Regions from separate parts of the Sus scrofa genome. Here regions 2 and 3 are each linked to region 1. A link is a contact called in public HiChIP or PLAC-seq data. All regions are on one chromosome and are shown on one strand. The core of a region is the stretch at or near the end of the contact, and the rest is flanking DNA. Distances in the headings are between cores, read along the strand shown. Region 1 has its middle 46 kb from the start of TARBP1. Region 2 has its middle 130 kb from the start of IRF2BP2. Region 3 overlaps LOC102158473 (a long non-coding RNA gene).

Region 1 (3,241 bases), core at 194-2,693:
AGGGAGGGAAGAGGTGAAGGATGAGGAAAACTTATTCTGGATGTAAAAGCCTGCGTGCAGGTTAACAGGCTCCTTTCCACTTCCTTATACGTGTCTATGTTATTTTCCCTCTTGGTTCCCAAGGCTAAAGGAGCAAGAGTCTAGTTCAAGGCTGCCCCAGAGCTGTTCAGGTTCTCTGCCTTTGGCCCCGCAGTGACCGCTGGGCTTCCTGTGCTGCCTCTCCAGTCCTGCCAGGGGATAAGTGCAGTCTGGGTCTTGCGTGCCGGGCCAGTCCAGGTGGAGGGCAGACAGGCTCTCCTGTGGGCACCCAGCAAAGCCAGGAGAAGTGAGATGTGTCCAGGTGCCCCTCCCCCTCCTCTCCTGAGTTGAACTTCATCCTTATGCTCAGAACCAGGCTGCCCACAGTCTCAGTGGTCCTCGAGCATCACACTCCACTGGAAAGCGCACTGACCGCACAAAGAAGACCAGCTTCTGCCCCACCTGGCCCTTCCCCTGAAGGAGAGCAGGCAGCTATGCTGAGATAGGCTCAGGCCAGGGAGAGAGACCTATTCTCCTCCTAGGCCTGACACCAACTTGGCCACACCAGCAAACTCATTCAGCTTCTCTGGGCCTCGGATTTCTCATTCTTAAAACAAATGATGATCTTGGGTTTCACTAAGTCTCTAAAAATTCTTTTCAGTTCTAAAACCCAGGGATTCTACACCTCTCCCCTTCTGGGCAGCCCCAATTCCCTTCTCCTCCGGTGAACCAGCGGGGACCTTCTTCAGTGGGGATGATGGCGGGGCTCCCAGGAGGCCGGACACCAAGGGAACAGGAACGGCAGGACAGAAGGGGGATTGTTCCGTCAGCTGGCAGAGGAGGAAGCAGAGCTCTTAGCAGCCCCCGCCCAGAGGCAGAGCCCGGGGCAGCAGACTCTCAGTGCTCTTGGCGTATTTCCGCCGGAAAAAACCCGCGACCCCCCACCAGCTGGTGGTGAAAGGCGCCCCTCTGCATTGGGTCTGATGCTCAGGCAGGCAGAAGTGGCTTCCCCCCCAAATCCTCCCTCAAAGTCACTTGCGATTAATTTAATTTCATAACCTACCTCCCACCCTACCCCCCAACCCCACACCAAATGACTTCTCTCCAAATTTACGATGTTCGAACTATTGACGGAGATTAACTGCTATAGCAACTGCACAACAGTCTGGAAGGTTATTGTGCAGTGGGAAGTCACTCAACTTCAAGGAGCTATGTTTACTTTCGGAAAGAGAAGGAAGGGATGTTAGCTTTGGCTATGGGACTCTTCAAAGTAAAAGATTTCAAGATGAAAGTGGAGATCAAGTTACCAGAACAGCAAATAAAGACCTCGGGAAAATGAGGAAATAGCTATCACGTGGGTAACGGGTGACAAATCTTTCTTATCTGTGGCTGGGGGTAAGGAGGGAACAACACTCAAGGTCACTGCCCACGTGTTCTTCCGTCTCACCCGCAGACTTTCTCAGAGCAAGGTCAGAGGGCGAATCATACATGGGGGCAAATTCCAGCCGGGTCTTTCAACCAGCCACTGTGCCCTGTGAAATGTCACACTGGAACAGGATAATTGGATGGTTTGGAGAAGCTGCAGAGGGAATCAGGGCTTTTCCCAAAGAAGATAAAAGCAGAGAAGCAGCGCCCAGCCTGAAACCAGCTGCCCCGTTTGTTCAAAAAACAGGTCTTCTAACACCGAGAAGCAGAAATCGAAACCTCTTTAAATCCCCTAGAATGTTTCGAACAAAACACCTATTTCATGAAAGAAATTGCATTTTAAAAGATCACGCCAACAGAATGTCCCAGCTGCTTGGTCACCTAAGTGTTTTTGGAAAAGGAAAAGAGCTATTCAGCATTAAAGATTCAGGAATGTCTGTTGACATATTAAGGAAACAACCTCAGGGGACAGCTGACAAGGCTCCAAGAAGCATTACCAAGGGAACGGTGACGCAAACGTGTTCCGTTTTTACAGGCTGGCGCTCCGCCAGGCTCCCTCGCCTGACGGCTGATGTCATGCTAATCCCTATCTGGGTTAGCGTCGCTTGGATATCAACTCAAGCGGCACAGTCAGCTGCAATCAATAGCAGGCTCCTTTTATAGAAGATAGTAAAGGAAAAAATACGTATACACAGAAAGAGAACTCCGGATTCCAGTGTGCTCAAACCTATACATTGTGCCAAAAATGGGGAAGGAAAAGAAATGAAGGTCCAATACAAATCTGGCAGTTCCTGTTGTGGCTCGGTGGAACCGAATCTGACTAGCATCCATGAGGACACATGTTCGATCCCTGGCCTCGCTCAGTGGGTTAAGGATCCGGCATTGCCATGAGCTGTGGTGTAGGTTGCAGATGCGGCTCCGATCTGGGGTTGCTGTGGCTGTGGTGTAGGCCGGCAGCTACAGCTCAGATTAGACCCCTGGCCTGGGGACCTCCATGTGCTGCAAGTGCAGCCCCAAACAAACAAACAAAAAACAAATCTAAGCCACACCTGACATAGTCAGGGTCTTTTCTGTAGAGTAAGTCCTATTGTTGATGAAAGATACTACTATTTCATGATATTAGTTTTTTGTGTGTTTTTTTAGCATAACTAAGATGTGCCTAATTCCCAGTTGAGCTAAATGAGGATGGAAGAAAACAGAAGACATTAGGTGGGAATGTGAAAATAATGATTTTTTTCATTATTGAACAAATGGGCTGATTCCTTTTAAACCTATGCGTGAAATATTGCTTTTCAAAAATTTCTGTCTTCAAGACCACTGCTTTTCAATTATTTTAGAATAAATAAGGAGAAGAAGAATTATGCAAATTTTCATCAGGCTTGGATTGAATGCGTATGTCAAGTGTCCTCCGTAATGCGCTGTGGGGCCACTTTGCATTTTCTTCCTCAAGCATGGCAATTTTAACTGTCCAAGAGTGATAAAGAAGAACCCATTTTAAAAACTCACTTCAATTATGCATATTCTCTTTCTTTACTAGGTTATACTCCGAGGGAAGGGAACTCTGTCGTCTTTCAGAGCAGACCAACAACAAAAGCATTTTTGATTCCCAGATTTTCAGAGTATAAATAATAACGATCATAAAATTGGGTTGGGAGTGAGAGGGAAGGATGAACACCAGTGGAGATAGTGGCGTTATTTTTTGTTTGAGTTTATTTTAAAGCTTTGTTGAAGTAGAGTGGATTTACAAGTTTGTGATCATTTCTGCTGTACAGCAAAGTGATTCAGTGATACATGTACA
Region 2 (3,241 bases), core at 377-2,876, 210 kb after region 1:
CCTCTCCTGCCCCCCAGCTTCGGTGTGAACTCGAAGTCAGGTGTGACCAGAAGTCAGTGTGAACGGGAGGGCACCTCAGCTCTCCCTTGGAGGTGACAATGGCTTAAGGCATTACTCTCTCTGGACCTCTTTGAAGCCCCCAAAGACTAGGAGATCCCAAACAGATGTGTCTCTATAGGATCTGAGGTGCCCTCATGGGCAGGGAGACAAAGCACCCATTTGTAGGGAGAGCCGAGCTCCAAGGGAGGCTGCCCAGGATCTATTTGTGGCCTCAGCATTGCCAGATGGTGCATTTTAAATACAGCTCCCTTCCTCTCACACCAGCCTTTCTGGGTCTCCCAGAGCTGCTCTTACCCCACCCCCACCCCCACCCCCACACGGGTTATGGGGAGACTGTTCACGGACAGGGCCTCATACCCACCTCAGCAGATCCGGGGACATGTGACCAAACAATCCCAAGCCAGGGCTGCTCTTATAGAACCTTTATTGATGTGGCATTCTTCAGATCAAGGCCATTTAATCGGGACATACTGAAAATAGTAAAAGCCAATGGGCATTGAGGGTTTAATATATGCCAGATTTGGTGTTAAGTGTTTTATTTTGTCCTTGAAACAGCACTGTGAGGGAGGTAAATACTATTATCACCCTCCTTTTATGACTGAGAAAACTGCAGGCTTGGAGAGATTGAGTCACTTGACCTCCATGTCACAGAGTCAGCAGCAAGGCCAGGACCTGAGTTGGTCTAATTCCAAAGCTTCTCCTGCTAGGCTCTCCAGTGTACCCCAAAGATCTTTTTCTGGAAGGTTCTAAACCTCCCTTGCATTCAGTCCGAGGTAAAATAGCAGAAAAGCTTTGCCCATGGCAGAGGGAAGCTGGAAGGCACAGCAGCGGGAAACGCCCAGCAAACGGAAGATGGCTGCTGTGGGGAATGGTCCAGAACTTCAAAACTTTCAGCAGACCCTGCCCTTCATGCATAGTCTTGACCCCGAGCAGCATCCCCTCTAGGCTGCGGATCCAATGGCGGGCCTCCCGTGGGAGCAGGAGCGCGATTGCCTCCCTCAAAGATTTCCAGCCACGTGTCCAGCCTGTCCTCTCCCTTCATCTTTCCGGTGGGCCCCCTTCCTTCCTCCCCTCTGCTAGTCCTGAAGGACAGGGCTCTGCTCCGTGACACCCCTCTGCATCTATTCCTTCATCTGGTTTGTAAAACCAGCAAAGTCCTCCCACCCCAGACAGTAGCAGTGTGAATTAAACACAGTACGAAAAGGAGTGACCCGCCCTAGCACAGAGCAGGTGATCAGAAAATGTTGGTGAACTTGTCCCACTCACTTTCTTTCCTTCTTTTGGTGGTGGACCACACTGGCGCTTTGTTTGTTTTTTTGTTTTGTTTTGTTTTTTAGGGCTGTATGCAAGGCATAGAGAAGTTCCCAGACTAGGGGTTGAATTGGACCTGCAGCTGCCAGCCTACACCACAGCCACAGCAAAGCTGGATCCTTAGCCCACTGAGCGAGGCCAGGGATCAAACCTGCATCCTCATGGATGCTAGTTGGGTTCATTACTGCTGAGCCACAATGGGAACTCCCACACTGGTAGTAAGTTATTCACCCCCAGGCTTCCCCAGTCAGTCCTGCCATGTGTGAGTCATGGACAAAGCGATTAACCACGACCAACTTCCTTTTGTAACTGATGAGCCATGCCATCTGGGGGCTAAACTGTTGGAACACACATGCTGTAAATAGGTAAACATTTTAACTATCTTCTGAAATAATTTCAGATTTTGGAAGGTAACCCCTAAGGCTCCAACTTCCTCAGACACCGCTGGGAAGGGCGATGACCTAATTCAGCCTTGCCAGGAGCTGCCTCAGAGCTGCAGTCTGCATGTCCGGAAAGGGTCCTTCTGGGCTAGGTGGGACCAGCTCTCATGCCTCCCTGCTGCCTCCTCAGGTGTCAGGCGGGCCTGCCGTCCATCTCCCCCAGAGACTTCTCAGCCTCTTCATCGTTGTCATTGATGGCAAGAAACTGGGTATCCCAAAGGTGATGGCCCTGGTGTTGGGCCAGTCTCTGGAGACTGAGATGACCCAGAAGAAGGGGACTTGCCATGTCAACCACACAGAGCAGAAGGAGGCTGAGACCTGGGGGTGGGCCAGGGGAGGGACTTCCATGTGCCCAGCTGGGGAGGGTTCTGGCCGGCTGAGAACGAACTCAAGGAGAAAGCTCTGCAAAGGAGGTGGCGCTGATTTTGTTTGTTTGGATCATCTGCACGAGTCAGATGTCTGTTTCTGATGAGGGACTGAGATTTCGGCTGGCTTGGAGGGCATGCCAACAACAGGGATGCAAGCGTTTTGCAAACTGTGCTCCAAAGAGCACATCTACCCACAATTCCGAGTTCCCCTGCAGCAATGCCCCCATCACTAATTTTCAGCTCTTGCTAGCATGGCTGAGGGGTGGGGGCTGGGGGGCGGTGCAGGAGTGACCCACTTTGGGTTCTAATCTACCGAGGCTAAAGCTCGCCAAGGACAGAGCTAGAGCTAAGAGAAGAAAGTTGTCCAGGCTCAGATTAGGAATCCCAATTCCAGGGTGAGACTGCTTCAGGACACAAAGCCTGCAGAGGGCCGTCCAGGGCATGGGACCCCTCATCTTGCATCCTGAGCTCTGCCCTGAGTCCTGTCCAGAGCCGTATGCATTAGCATAACCTGAAACACAACTGCACCCGCTCTGTGCCTGGGGCTGGACAGAGCAGCACAGAGAGAGAGGTCACTGACCCTGAAAGGCAATCCCCCCTAAAACAAATGCCTCTCACTGTCCAGGGCCTGCAGCTCTCCAGGACCCCCAGAGATCACCCCTAGCCACTCAGCAACACCCCCCCCCAAATGCTTTCCCTCTCCCTGCCACATCCGTGTCACTCCTTTGAAGCTCTGCTCCTATTCCACGATCATCCCAGATCTCAATAGGCTTTCCTCCCATGTCCTTCCTTCCTTCCAAATGAGAAGCAGGTATAAATGCTGGGTACTCATTTTTCAAAGCCAGCAGGAAGGTGGGGTGCGGGCCTGAGAGGATTGGTGAGAGAGAGAGATGGCATGACAGGGCTGGAACTTGATGTTCTAACTCGGGGGGCAGGGGAGGGAGGAGGAGTCCTGGGCTATAAGGTTGAGGCAATGGAGATGTGGGGCTGGGGTCTCTGCATGTTCCCCAGGGCAGGGCACTGCCCTGCAGGCTGCTCGGAAGCTCCATGCCTGGAGTGCAG
Region 3 (3,241 bases), core at 413-2,912, 130 kb after region 1:
GGGCTGATGGCTGATAACTCCAAACCAGGGACAGCTGTCAGGATTGAAAGGAGAGGAAGGTGAGATAGCCAAGGCATGGAAAGCCATTTCCTGGATTTTTCAAGACCATAGAGTCTCAGAGAGGGGGGAATATGACATATTCTATTTTTAAAAAGTTTTATTGCAGTGTAGTTGATTTGCAGTGTGGTGTTAGTTTCAGGTATGTGGCAGAGTGATTCATTTCTACACATATATCTATTCTTTTTAGATTCTTTTCCATGATAGGTTATTATAAGATATTGAGTCTAGTTCCCTGTGTTCCACAGTAGGTCCTTGTTAGTGACATATTCTGTTTCAAGACAGACATGTTGTCTGTCAGCTATGCCATGGGCCCACACTTAGAAAGAGATGTTTTAATATTATATAGTGTTTACAGCAGTGTTTCATAAGAACTGGTTTGCCTTTGCTTTGCTCGGTCCCATTCACAGGTAGGTGTACACAGCCTCGCTCTCTCTCTCTCCCCTAACCCAGTGAAATTTCCAAAAGAACCTTTGTTCAGTCATCATGATCACAAGCTCTCTTTGTCCTGTGTGCCTTTCACTGACCCCAGCCCTTGTATGTTTCTCACCACACTGCCAGGAGGTACCTGCTGTCATCACTCACAGACAGGTTACCTCACCTGTCCAAGGTCACACCACCAGTGTGTGTCAGAGCCTGGACTTAAACCCAGGTCACCTGATCCAAACCCATCCTTTGCGCCAGAAGACCATTCTAACGATTTCTCTGTTACACATTTTTCACTTTGTAGTTTTTCAAATAGAGGCTAGGCTTCCAGTGGGATGTTATTACAGGAAAACATGTGATGTGCAAAGCTCTTTCAACTGGAACACAGATTATGTACTAAGACTCTAAATTTTTTGCCGTTCAAGTTGTGGGTGACTGCTTTTTCCGGCCAGGTGTGGAGCAACTTGGGAAAGCTCCTTGCCTTTTCCTGACCCATCCAGAGATCTGCTTAGAGCTTTGCCTGAGTAGGACAGTCTGGCCTCAGGGATGTCAAGGCCTTGGGTCCATCTCACATCATGACCCAGGGCCGCAGAGCCCAGGGCAGTGTGTCTCCTGTACCCAGAAGGCTGCCCAGCCCTCTGCGTCTGTCTCCATGTGTCAGTCACGCTCCCAGCCCCCGCACCGCTGTTCCTATCTCTTCATTGACCGGCAGATGAAGGTGTATATAGAACAGGGAACTTTGTTGGGAAGAAGAAGTCACCTGTGTTGATTCCTAAAGATCCCTCTGTGTGCCTCCCTCCTGTGAGACCCTGGAAGGACTTTCATGTGGTGTCACAGCCCTGCCTGAAGTCCACCCCCACCACCAGCTCCACCACCCCGCACCATCCTGCCGCTGGCCACACGCTTCCTGCCCCAAATACCAAGGTTTTCATTTGACCATGATATAACGAGCTGCATAAAATTAAAAACAGGCAAATACCCTCTTATTTACAGTCACTCTATTTTTTGAAGTCATCACGAAAACCTGTCCTTAACAATGTCAAGCTCCAGATCGCCCAGGAGTCACTCCAGGCACCAAGCACAACATAAATCAGCTCGCAGTCCCAGAGCTCGCTTGCCCTCACGCTGTCCCCAGCCCAGATGGGTTTTTCCATCACATGCTTTTTCTGCAACAGGGTGCTGGGGCAGAGGAAAGGCTCACTTCCCTTTCCCCAAATTGGTATATTTACCAATACCTCCAAGTAAGCAACCAGGCTTCAGAGGAATGCTTGTTTGCAGTAGCAGGAGCCAGGCGCTGGGATTCAGACTCCTGAGTGCCCTTGGCCCTGAGCTTGGGCTGTGGCCGAGGCTCAGTGTGTGAATACACTAACAGATCCTTCCTGCCCCACTCTCATATCCCCGTCTGGGTGGACAACCCTGGCTCTTATGGGCTGAATCGTGCACACCCCATCATTCACCTTGAAGTCCTAATCCCCAGCACCTCAGACTGTGACTGTGCTTGGAGATGGGGCCTTTAAGGAGGTGATTAAGGCTAAATGAGGTCTTAAGGGTAGGGATCTCATAAGATAAGAAGAGGAAGAGAGAGACACCAGGAGCGTATAGGACTGGAGGAAAAGCCACATGAGGTCACAGCGAGACGGCGGCCATCTGCAAGCTGAGGTGAGAGGCCTTGGGAGAAATCAAACCTGCTGATACCCTGATCTTGGAATTTTAACCTGTTTTTTGAAAATACAATTCATTTCATAATTTGGGTACTTACTAGTTTTTTTTTTTTTCTTAAATATATACCACAATCCATATCTCAGGAGATTATGGATAACAAACCTCAGTATGATTTCCTAACATGTTTCAGATTGGTTTTTTTTTGTTGTTGTTGTTCTAAATTACCTATCCCTACAGTCACTCTTTTGTACTTGTTGAGTATAGATTTAATTATTGTCATATGCAGTGGGTCTCTGCTTTTTATCAAGTTTTATTCAAGGAAAGTTTATGACAAAGTGAATTGCCTTGAAATAGATTATATTTTACCATAGGAACAGCGATGTAATTAAAAGTTTTATTCTTGATTTAACATCACATGAATTCTAGATATGACCATAATATGTCAGAAAAGTAAAAACACAGCTGTTTTAAACCTTTTTAATTGATTGCAAGAGTCAAAATAATGCCCAAGCCCTTTAAAGTGGGGTTAAGTAGACTATATATGTTTTGTAATAAAAAGGGCTGTGTGTGTATAAAATGTAAAAATTCAGGGAGTTCCCACTGAGGCTCAGCCAGTTAAGAATGTGACTAATAGCCATGAAGATGTGGGTTCGATTCCTGGCCCCACTCAGTGGGTTAAGTAGCCAGTGTTGCTGCACACTATAGTGTAGGTCTCAAATGCGACATAGATCCACTGTTGCTCTGGCTGTGGTGTAGGCCTCAGCCGCAGCTCTAATTCAACCCCTAACCTGGGAACTGCCATACGCCGCAGATGTGGCCCTAAAAAGATCAAGTAAATAAATAAAAATAAAATAATAAAAATTCCCTGTTTTTTCACCTTTTCCTTGACAGTCCAGTTTACACACTGGCATAAATTAATTTTAATAATGGATACTCCAAGTTGACAGGCCTTTACGAGTAACCCTTCTCTTATAGGAATGGGTTGAAATCCTTGAGTGGAAGTTGCCCACTGGGAGCCTCCGCCACCTCCGACTTCCCTCTCCTCCCCTTCCCAGCCTTAGCTCACTGTTCAGCCTGCTGGTCAGGAGCCCCCCTG

What was found. HiChIP or PLAC-seq counts read pairs in DNA pulled down with a chosen protein or histone mark.
Region 2: an H3K27ac HiChIP or PLAC-seq map of alveolar macrophages shows a contact between it and region 1. The contact joins two enhancer-like sites. A contact is called at or near these places in 1 of 47 Hi-C or Micro-C datasets (embryonic fibroblasts) and 2 of 2 datasets of contacts at active chromatin or transcription factors (alveolar macrophages and skeletal muscle).
Region 3: a contact with region 1 is called in an H3K27ac HiChIP or PLAC-seq map of alveolar macrophages. The contact joins two enhancer-like sites. A contact is called at or near these places in 1 of 47 Hi-C or Micro-C datasets (epiblast stem cells) and 1 of 2 datasets of contacts at active chromatin or transcription factors (alveolar macrophages).

What each region holds. Positions count from the first base shown.
Region 1 is chr14:56,622,238-56,625,478 of Sscrofa11.1, reverse strand. No RefSeq gene overlaps it. Among named protein-coding and RNA genes, the nearest start is that of TARBP1, 46 kb to the left of the region's middle. Within about 2 kb of position 1,443, at least 70 of the 83 cell types and tissues checked have an H3K27ac peak or open chromatin away from gene starts, as enhancers often do. A contact at or near this core is called in alveolar macrophages, where this site is marked.
Region 2 is chr14:56,411,041-56,414,281 of Sscrofa11.1, reverse strand. No RefSeq gene overlaps it. Among named protein-coding and RNA genes, the nearest start is that of IRF2BP2, 130 kb to the left of the region's middle. Within about 2 kb of position 1,626, at least 3 of the 83 cell types and tissues checked have an H3K27ac peak or open chromatin away from gene starts, as enhancers often do. A contact at or near this core is called in alveolar macrophages, where this site is marked.
Region 3 is chr14:56,493,557-56,496,797 of Sscrofa11.1, reverse strand. The region is part of intron 4 of LOC102158473 (a long non-coding RNA gene); the gene reads left to right. Among named protein-coding and RNA genes, the nearest start is that of IRF2BP2, 51 kb to the left of the region's middle. Within about 2 kb of position 1,662, at least 11 of the 83 cell types and tissues checked have an H3K27ac peak or open chromatin away from gene starts, as enhancers often do. A contact at or near this core is called in alveolar macrophages, where this site is marked.